2 separate regions of the Sus scrofa genome follow, and region 2 is linked to region 1. A link is a contact called in public Hi-C data. All regions are on one chromosome and are shown on one strand. Each heading gives the region's core, a stretch centred on a gene start, on an enhancer-like site or on the middle of the called end of the contact. The rest is flanking DNA. Distances are from core to core; before and after follow the strand shown.

Region 1 (4,357 bases), core at 1,422-3,921:
TCCTGTATGACACATAGAAGAAAACATAATAAATTAAATTTTTTTTTTTTTTGTCATTTGTCTTTTATAGGACCGCATCCAAGGCATATGGAGGTTCCCAGGCTAGGGGTCTAATAGGAGCTGTAGCCGCTGGCCTACGCCAGAGCCACAGCAACACCAGATCCGAACCATATCGGCAACCTACACCACAGCTCACGGCAACACCAGATCCTCAACCCACTGAGCAAGGCCAGGGATCAAACCCGCAACCTCATCACTCATAGTCTGATTCGTTTCCGCTGCGCCACAATAAGAACTCCAATAAATTAAATTTTTAATGAATAAAAGAAGAAAAGAATGAGTAGGTTTCCAAGAGAGACCGTCCAGTAGTTCTATCAGTAGCATGTCAATGTTTGGGATTTTTTCTTTTTTCTTTTTACCATCTTTTGATAAAGTTTCTGCTTTTAATAGAGCAACAAATACCTTTATTGTCTCTGGAGAAGAATCTTTTGGAAAATATTACTTACTAATATAGTTTCCTTACAATATATCTTGTCTAAAATAGGCTGTCTATAAAGATCTACTTCTTCCTTTCTTTATTACCATCACCCTTGTCAGACTCACTATTATATTTTCCCTGGACTAAACTGGATCACAAACTTTTCCTTAAGCATGACTTATTAACCTGTATAAAAGCTTGGATAGTCCAAACTTTTTATTGTATCTCAGGTTCAAAGACCATATCTGTTTATTTTATCTCCAAAGAAAGGTAGTCTTATATAATATTTTTACTATAAAAAATAGCATAAGTAATTTTTATTTTGTTGTGGCAGGTTATTTCTGTTCTTCATTCTACAAAATATTTCCTTTAAGGAAAAGAAGGTGTTTTTGGTTTTTTTGTTGTTGTTGTTGTTGTTTTTGTCTTTTTCTAGGGCTGCTCCCTCGGCATATGGAGGGCCCAGGCTAGGGATCTAATCAGAGCTGTAGGCCAGCGGCTACAGCAATGTGGGATCTGAGCCGCGTCTGCGATCTACACCACAGCTCATAGCAATGCCAGATCCTTAACCCAATGAGCAAGGCCAGGGATTGAACCCGCAGCCTCATGGTTCCTAGTCAGATTCGTTAACCACTGCGCCACAATGGGAACTCCCAGGAAAAGAAGTATTTTTAAACTAGCAACAAATCTTTGTTTTCAAATGCCCAAGCTGAAAACATTCGGTTTCAAAAAAAAAAAAGGAGCAGCCAAAGACTTTTTAAGTCCTCTACCTCATTTCCCCATGAATTCTTAGCCTTTGAGGTACCCAAGATACTCAAGGAGATTGACAGGAAGAGTCAATTATGCAATTGCGAGGCAGCCCTAAGAATGCACCCAGTCTTGTAGTCAGCATATCTGTATCCTGTCCTTCCGAGGCCAAGAAACCTCAACAAACCTTCCATTCACCCACTCAGAGCTGTGTGTCTCAACTTATTACATATGTGTATATGTATCCCTTCTCTGGGAAGGGATCAGCCTGGGAAGGATGGAATACATATCTTAAACATTGCTGAATCCTTAGAACCTCTTGCAGAATCTTGTAGGTGTAATGTTTTGCTGCTGCTGCTCAGTAGGTGCTGTTATTATTCCCTTTTAACCAATGAGAGTTTTAAGTAACTTGCTTAAGTCTCATATCTAGTGAGCAGGGGACCCAGGACTCAAACCCAGTTTATCAGATTCCAGAGCTGGTGCTTTTAATCACTAGGATACTTGCCTCTTATGAATATTCATAGGCACCAAACTCCAGCCAGGCTGCATTTGCTCGTGACTGCATTTGCAGTGTACCAGGTAACCAGTTTTGCTCATAACTACTCTGGGGTATTTCAGATTGTGTTCATATGAAGTTGTAAGTCTGAAAATAATTAAGAAAGGAACTAATTTTAAAATAGCAGGAAGGGGTGATGTATAGAGGCCCACTTTGACATTTTGATGTGCTTTTAAACACACAGCTCAGGGCTATAAAAGCCACTACACTAAGATTGCAGAATCATTAAAAATAAAATTGCCTGATTAATTTTTTAGAGAACTGTAAATGATATCCTGTCGTCTCTGGAGAAATCTTTCCCACCTCTTGGTGACCAGGATGAATAAGTTGGCTACTTTCCTTTTTGTTTCTCCATTTTCTGCCCCAGAGGGTCAAAATAAAATTATCTCAATTGAAGATTTAAGCTTTATTTGATGAAGTTTCTAGCTACTTAAACTGGAAGCAAGAAAAGTCATTTTATGGTGGCATGACAGTAGAAAGCAGTTAGGCACATTCCTGCTTAATGATGGAAGATTAGTCAAGGTTATTATTAAGTTTTAGTCTCTTCATTTAACTAATAAGATTGATTAATACCCTTCCTATCAAGGGAAAAAAAAAAGCTTTATGAAGTCTTGACTATTGATATTTTTACCAGGTTACCCTTTGTATTTTGAGTGAAAGACACTCTATGATGTACCACTGAGTTTCCTCGAAAGCTCCATAGAAACAAACAGATGGAGAAAAGTCCAGGGATAAGATAACCCAGAGACTTGAACCTGCAGCAAAATGGAGTTTCTCCAAATTAGGCATCAGGAGAAGCAGCAGATAAGAGCAACTGGCAGCTGAAGATATCCTTGTTATTCTCTGGGCTAGAATCACGCTGGCAGAAGCTTTAACTAACTAAATTTACTTGCATGTTCTCCGAAGGGAGTGATCATATTGCACTAGGGTCACTTTTCATAACACACTATTTTGCAAACCAGTTCCTAGGACCTTGTAAAATATTTGATTTCCAAACCTCAATATAAGTATTAATATGTCGGCATGTCCATTACATGTTCCAACTCTAAAAAATGAGTTTAACTATCCACCAAAAATGGAAACTCCAGTAATATTTATGACTTCTTAGAGCATACAATCTTCATTTTGAAAGACTTAAAGCCATTCCAAGAGGTATTTATCCAAAATTAGCATCCAGTAACAACGCCTTGGGATATCCCTGTTCTGGCAGCACCTGTAGCCAGATCTGGTTACAGTTATTCAATCTAATGCTGGAGCTGCTGACCTCAGGAAGACAGGTGTCCTCTCCAACAGCAGGTCCCTATTCTAGTCAGTAAGAAATGTGTTCTGTTAAATTGCCTTCAGGCCCAGTCTGTTTGATCAGGTATCTGGCCAGCATAGTAGCCTCATCACAAAGAATTAATGGAGTTTTCATCTCTTCCCCAATAAATTGCTCTGTAGTTAATTGAGCACTACATTTCCCAAAAGAAATGCTCCTTTGGCTAAATACACAACACCATTCATCAATTTATTTATTAATTAATCCAGTATTTATTGAATACCTATTATGTGCTAAGCACTAGGAGATTATGGATTTATGAAATTTAATGACAAGGAATATCTTTCATCAATAAACCTAATAATTGTTTGAAGAATCCAGATTAGATTCTACATATTCTATTCACCAAGCCCAAACTTCAAAGCCCATTTTCAGGTCCTATCTCTTCACTTACTCATTTAGGGAAACTTTATTGGGTTTTTAAAAGAACTGCATTTGGCGCTGGAATGATGAAGAAGAAAATACCCCACCACCAGGAGCTCCCAGGCTTGTGAGGAGATAAGTGAGGTAGACAGGACCCAGTTGTGGAAATCTTTGTAGCCAGGCTAACCAAGGAGTATGGGTTTTATCTTACAGCAGCAAGGAGCTGTTAGACAATCCTGAGGAGAAGAGGATCATGATTAAACCTGCATTTTAGAAAAATCAGTTTGATGATGACAAAGAAGATGGAAAGTAAGGGTGGCCAGAAAGAAGAAACCAGAGGGGAGGAAAATACAAATTCCAAAATTATTGAGGAATAATAGAAATAACAAGATTTTAGTAACAAACTGAATGTGAAGACAGAGAGGATGAAGTCCAAGATGAGTGCTAAGATTCTGGTCTGAGCGGCATTAGCAGTGAGGAGGAGGAACAGGGTTAGTGGGAAAATGAGTTCAAACTTTGAACATGTTTTGCTGCAGGTTTCTTTGGAAGATCCAAGTGTCAACATCAAGTTTTCTGTCATAAATATTTGTCTGAAATCATGAAAGAGGTAAGGGCAGGAGGTAAGGATTCGAGAGTCATCACCTTATAAACTGTAACTGAAACATGATTATGAGCGACATTGCCAATTCTGTAACCATCCCTCATCCCAAATCCTTATATTCACCCAGCATTCATTTTAAAACTTTATTATTCACTAATTCCTTTATTTGGGTAAGTAATACATATGGAACTCCAGTATCATATTCCAGGTGATGCAGAAACCCTGGATGTACGTAGATGAGTAAGCTTTAATTCCCTACGCTAAAGGATCTCATACATAACCTGACTGTTGACTAGA
Region 2 (4,696 bases), core at 1,908-4,407, 160 kb after region 1:
AATACGTTGACACAATCATTTTAGGGGACATCTTGGCAGTCCCTTTCACAATAACAAATATATATGGCCTTTGACACAGTAATTCCACTTTTAGGATCGGAACTTAGCAATATATTCACATTTGTGACCAAAGGATAAATGTATAGGGATAGTCCCTGCAGCATTATTTGTAAGAGGGAAAATGAGAAATAGCCTGATTGTGTTCAGTAGGGGAATGGTTGAGTAATTCATAGTACTGAGAAGATAGGGGAGACCAGGGGCTATTAATAAGGAGGAGGTGGATTTATACATTCTGACTTAGGTAAAAAGCAAGTAGCAAAATAATATATATAGTATGATGTCCTATATGTTGAAGAAAACACAAAGCAAGTATATCTGTAATGCATAGAAGATATCTTAAAGCGTACACATCAAACTCTTAATGATGATTATCCCTGGGCAAAAGAAAGAATGGGGAGGGCGGGGTGCACATGAAGAGTACTTTTTTGTTGTTGTTGTCTTTTGTCCTTTTAGGGCCGCACCAGCGACATATGGAGGTTCTCAGGCTAGGGTTCTAATCAGAGCTGTAGCTGCTGGCCTACACCACAGCCAAACAACCCCAGATCCAAGCCACGTCTGCAACCTACACCACAGCTCACGGCAACTCTGGATTTTTAACCCACTGGGCAAGGCCAGGGATTGAACCCACAACCTCATGGTTCCTAGTCAGATTCCTTTCCACTGCACCACGACAGAACTCCAGGATTTTACTTTTTACTGTAGGTACTTTTCTCTATTGTTTGAATTGTTAAACATGATCATGTATTAGTTTTTCAATTAAAGAGATTTTAATAGAAATAAGTGGCAAGTAGTAAAAAGGAATTTGTGAGTTTCTGTTTCTTTTATTTCTGAGGAATGCCATTGTTTGGTGAGACAATGTGGACTAGTAAAAAGAACACAAATGGGTTCTAAATTGACTCAACTGTTGTGGGGTGGTGTGAATGCATCAGTACATGTAATAGAGGGTCCGGAGGAAGCAGGAGCAAGATCTGAAAAAGAACAACTACCTCACATTGCTGCTGTTAAGAATTCATTGAAAATTGTTGAGAAAGGTCTCTAACAGAGGGCTAGACAAGCAGGCAGGCATTTGATACAGTTTATTAACATTTCCTTATTCATGGCCCACTTCAACCTTTGAAGTCTTGTTTCCAACAAATGGAGATAATGTAAAAAGGATTTTAAATATGTCAGACATGTTTTCTGAAATTGATTCTGAAAACACAGTGATCATACAGAATTATCTCCTCCAGTCACTTCATTTTGCGCTTGTTAATAAGTTTATATTGAATACTCCATTTTGGCTAACTCTAGGCAAAAATAATGGGCTAAATGTTTACATCTGATTAACTATGGTCCAGAGAGATATGATCTCCTAGGGGATATGACTTAAAGACGAGAAGAGCTAAAGAAGAGGACAGAAAACTGGGACTATTTAGTGCTTTATGGGCCACACTGCTCTTTCACACCCATTTGATCTCTATACAGATGAGACAGGCATGGATGATATGAGTCTCATTAATGAGTGAAAAGGAAACTGAGGCCCAAAGAGGTCAAGAGACTTGCCCAAGGTCACATTCTCAGCAAAGCCAGGTCTTACAAACCAGTCGATTTTTATTCATTGTTCTGGCATCTAAAAAAATCAGTGGCCTGGTGCAAGAGCTGAAAATGTGGAGGAAAAACTTTTTAAAAAACAGGACAGTCCTGTAATAGGATGTAAGTATTCCAGATGATCAGTGTATTCGTCACATACATAATACAGTTTGGTTTGATACCATTCAAGCTAAGCAATGAATAAAAAATCTTAGGTCTCAAAGTAATCCAACATCATTTTGGCAAACCTATTGGAGGGTGAGAGAGTTACTCTTAAGCAGTGTTTGGGTATTAGCCTTTGTCCACTGTAAGTGAGAATTTGCTGAAGAAAACTGTGATTTAATAAACCATTTATCAACCTCTTGGTGGCACAATGGGCCTACTAAATGTTGGTGGGCTGCTTGCTGTTTCTTCAGCAAAGAACAATCAGTAAAGCTTACTTGGAGGGCACTTGCGGACAAGAGAGACAACCATGTGAAGGGCCACGTGCGTGTGACTTTCATAGAAAATACTACTTGGTGATGATGAAATTTGTGAAGGGTAACTACCCGAAAGGAAAAAGCGAAGGTAAAGGAAGATCAAGGGCAGCTGGCACTCAAGCTTACCCAGCAAAAAGCACAGGATGTTAAACCAATTACAGGGATTACAGTGTCTTAATTTTTAGGAAGAATTGGTTGTTGAAGCAGCCAAATTCCAACCTGGGGAGACGGCGAGTTAAAATTTGAAGGAGACTTGCCCAAGAACTACTTAGGTAACTTTCCCACGTCTCGGAGAGGAGTAAGAGGCGCCAAGGGAGCGTGCCCCATACCTCACCCCAACCTCTCAACATCTCGGCCCCAAACCCGGTCTGGGGCCTACGACTGGCCTCCGTTGTGTTGTTTTCGCTCCTTTTTTCCACCCCGCCCCTCTCCGATTAAAAAAAAACTGGGTGTGCCCTAGTTTTTGCACAGCCCCCATCCGATGGGTGGGGGACAGGTCCCGACCACTGCGGGTTAAGGCCCTGCAGCTAGGCGGGAGCCGGCGGGGGCCGACCAACGCGAGTCCGGGAGTAGCCGAGCGGACGCAGGCGGCCGCGCGCCGCGCTTAAACTCGCGCCTCCACCAGCTCACGAGCTGCGCCCCACCCGCTTCGTCACCAAAGGCGCCCAGCCAATGAACGGGCCGGAAAGGCCGGGCCTGCGGGCTAAGCCCTGGGAGGGGGAGCGGAGGGAGGAGGACGGGAAGTTGAGGGCGGGCTATATTTGATTGACAGACCTCTCGAACCAATCTTCCGCGCGGCTTCTCTTCGCTCTCTACTCTGCTCTGCTTAGCTCTTCGTCCCACCTTCTCCTCTTCCACCCCCCCTCCTCGCTCCTTTGCGACCCGCCCCACTTCCCTTCCCCCACTCTGCGGGCAAATCGCTGCTGGAAAGAGGCGGGGGCCGAAGCGGCGGGCTCGTGTGGAGCCTAGAGCAGAGATTGATGGGCGATATGACCAATAGGAGGTAGGCTGATGGCGCGGCTATGGCTGGAAGCGGCCAATGGGCAAGCGGACTGGGGGCGGAGGCCCAGGTTCCAAACGCTCCGCGGCGCCATGGGCTGAAAACTCAACCGAGATGGAATCTCCCAGTCTGAACCGGTTTCAACCGGTTCCGAGTTTGAGGCACTAGGAGGAGGGGGAGAAGCGGCTGCAGCGGCCGCGGCAGGAGCAGCGGGAGCTACAGCATCAGCAAGAGCAACAGTAGCTACAGCCCCGGCGGCGGTGCCTGTTCCAGTCTTTGCTGCTGCAGTCCGTGCAACCACCCAGAGGGGGAGGGGGGAACCACCAGTCGCTGAGGAGCAAGAGAAGGGGGGAAAGTTTAGGCGAGCCTGGGTGGGGGGGGCCCAGCACCGGAGCCGCGTGAGAGAGGGAGCCGTATTTTGGTAGGGGGGAGTCGGACTGTAACTGGCAGCAGAGCGTCCCCCGACCGTGTGGACTCTACACCCCCTACTCCTGCCGCTCCTGCTGCCGCCTGTGGCTGGAGGGTCCCCCTGGGGCTGAATCTTTGGGACCTGACCCGGTTCCCCTCCCCCTTCCCTCACGCCCCAGCCAGGCGGGAGCATTTATTCCACATATTAATTCCCCTTCTTTTTTTGGGGGGGAGGGTGGGTGTGTGTGTCGGGGGGAGGTGTCCCTGAGATAGTAAATATTGAGCTTTTTTTTTTTTTTTTGCCCTTATCGCCTTCGTTTTTTTTTTAATTTCTTTTTTTAAGGTGGGGAAACTGTGAAACCCACCTTGATTTCCTCCCCTCTTCCCCCCCTCCCCATCTTCCCTCGCCCTAATCCCCCGACAAGGAAGGAAGAAGCAGTTGGTTCAATCTCTGGGTAAGTCGACTGTGTCTTCGGGGCCGAGGGTCGGGCGGCGGCGCGGCCGGGCGGGAGGAGGCTGGTGTGGGGCGCGGCGGCGGCCGCGGGAGACGAGCCGGGGAGGCGGCGGCGGGCCCACAGCACAGCCTGCGATTGAATGGAGCCGCTTCTGCCGCTGGGGGATGGAGGCGGGGAGGCGGCCGCGGGAGGGGAGCGCTTGCTTGGGTCATTCGCGTGTGCGGGTAGCGGTGGAGGAAGGCAAGGAGCGTGATAGTGAAGTGGGGCCCGGCGCGGGAGTGGAAGGGCTTCCCCAGCCCAAGGGGCCGGGGAGAAGTTAGGGTGATTTCAGGAACATCTCAGGAAATTATTAGGAGTGGAAGTTTCCAGAAATATTTAGTGCAGCAGCATTGAAACGTCCGCCTGCATCACGTGGCCCCTCGGTGGAGAGCTTGGGATCGCGGGAGGGAGGGGCTGATGCCTGCTCCTCCTGCAGGGAAACTCAGAATCTTTGGGTTTTTGCAAAGTAGGATTAAAAGTAGGGAAGGTTATTTGGTTTTTTTGGGGGGGGGGAATCTGCAGGTGAGGTTCCATGCTGTAGTTTTGCTTTCACGGACTTGAGTGTGTTAAGTGATCAAAACGTTTACTGCTGGCGCTGTACAGTGGACAATATCCTGATTCTGCTTCATTCCGATGTCTGAGTTTGGGGTGGGTGGAAGGAAGCGGTGTACTAGAGGAAGCATTAA

What was found. A called contact is a pair of places that touch in the nucleus more often than the background predicts.
Region 2: a contact with region 1 is called in a Hi-C map of skeletal muscle, with 5 times the contacts expected there. The contact joins the promoter of XPO1 here to the enhancer-like site in region 1. A contact is called at or near these places in 1 of 5 promoter capture datasets (liver), 7 of 47 Hi-C or Micro-C datasets (heart right ventricle, liver, psoas muscle and 1 more) and 1 of 2 datasets of contacts at active chromatin or transcription factors (skeletal muscle).

The regions. Positions count from the first base shown.
Region 1 is chr3:80,094,055-80,098,411 of Sscrofa11.1, forward strand. LOC106509808 (a long non-coding RNA gene) reads left to right here. Exons shown (of 4, transcript XR_002342701.1): 3 at 3,996-4,066. Among named protein-coding and RNA genes, the nearest start is that of FAM161A, 140 kb to the left of the region's middle. Within about 2 kb of position 2,672, at least 2 of the 83 cell types and tissues checked have an H3K27ac peak or open chromatin away from gene starts, as enhancers often do. A contact at or near this core is called in skeletal muscle, where this site is marked.
Region 2 is chr3:80,251,859-80,256,554 of Sscrofa11.1, forward strand. XPO1 (exportin-1) reads left to right here and starts at 3,158. Exons shown (of 25, transcript XM_021087484.1): 1 at 3,158-3,971.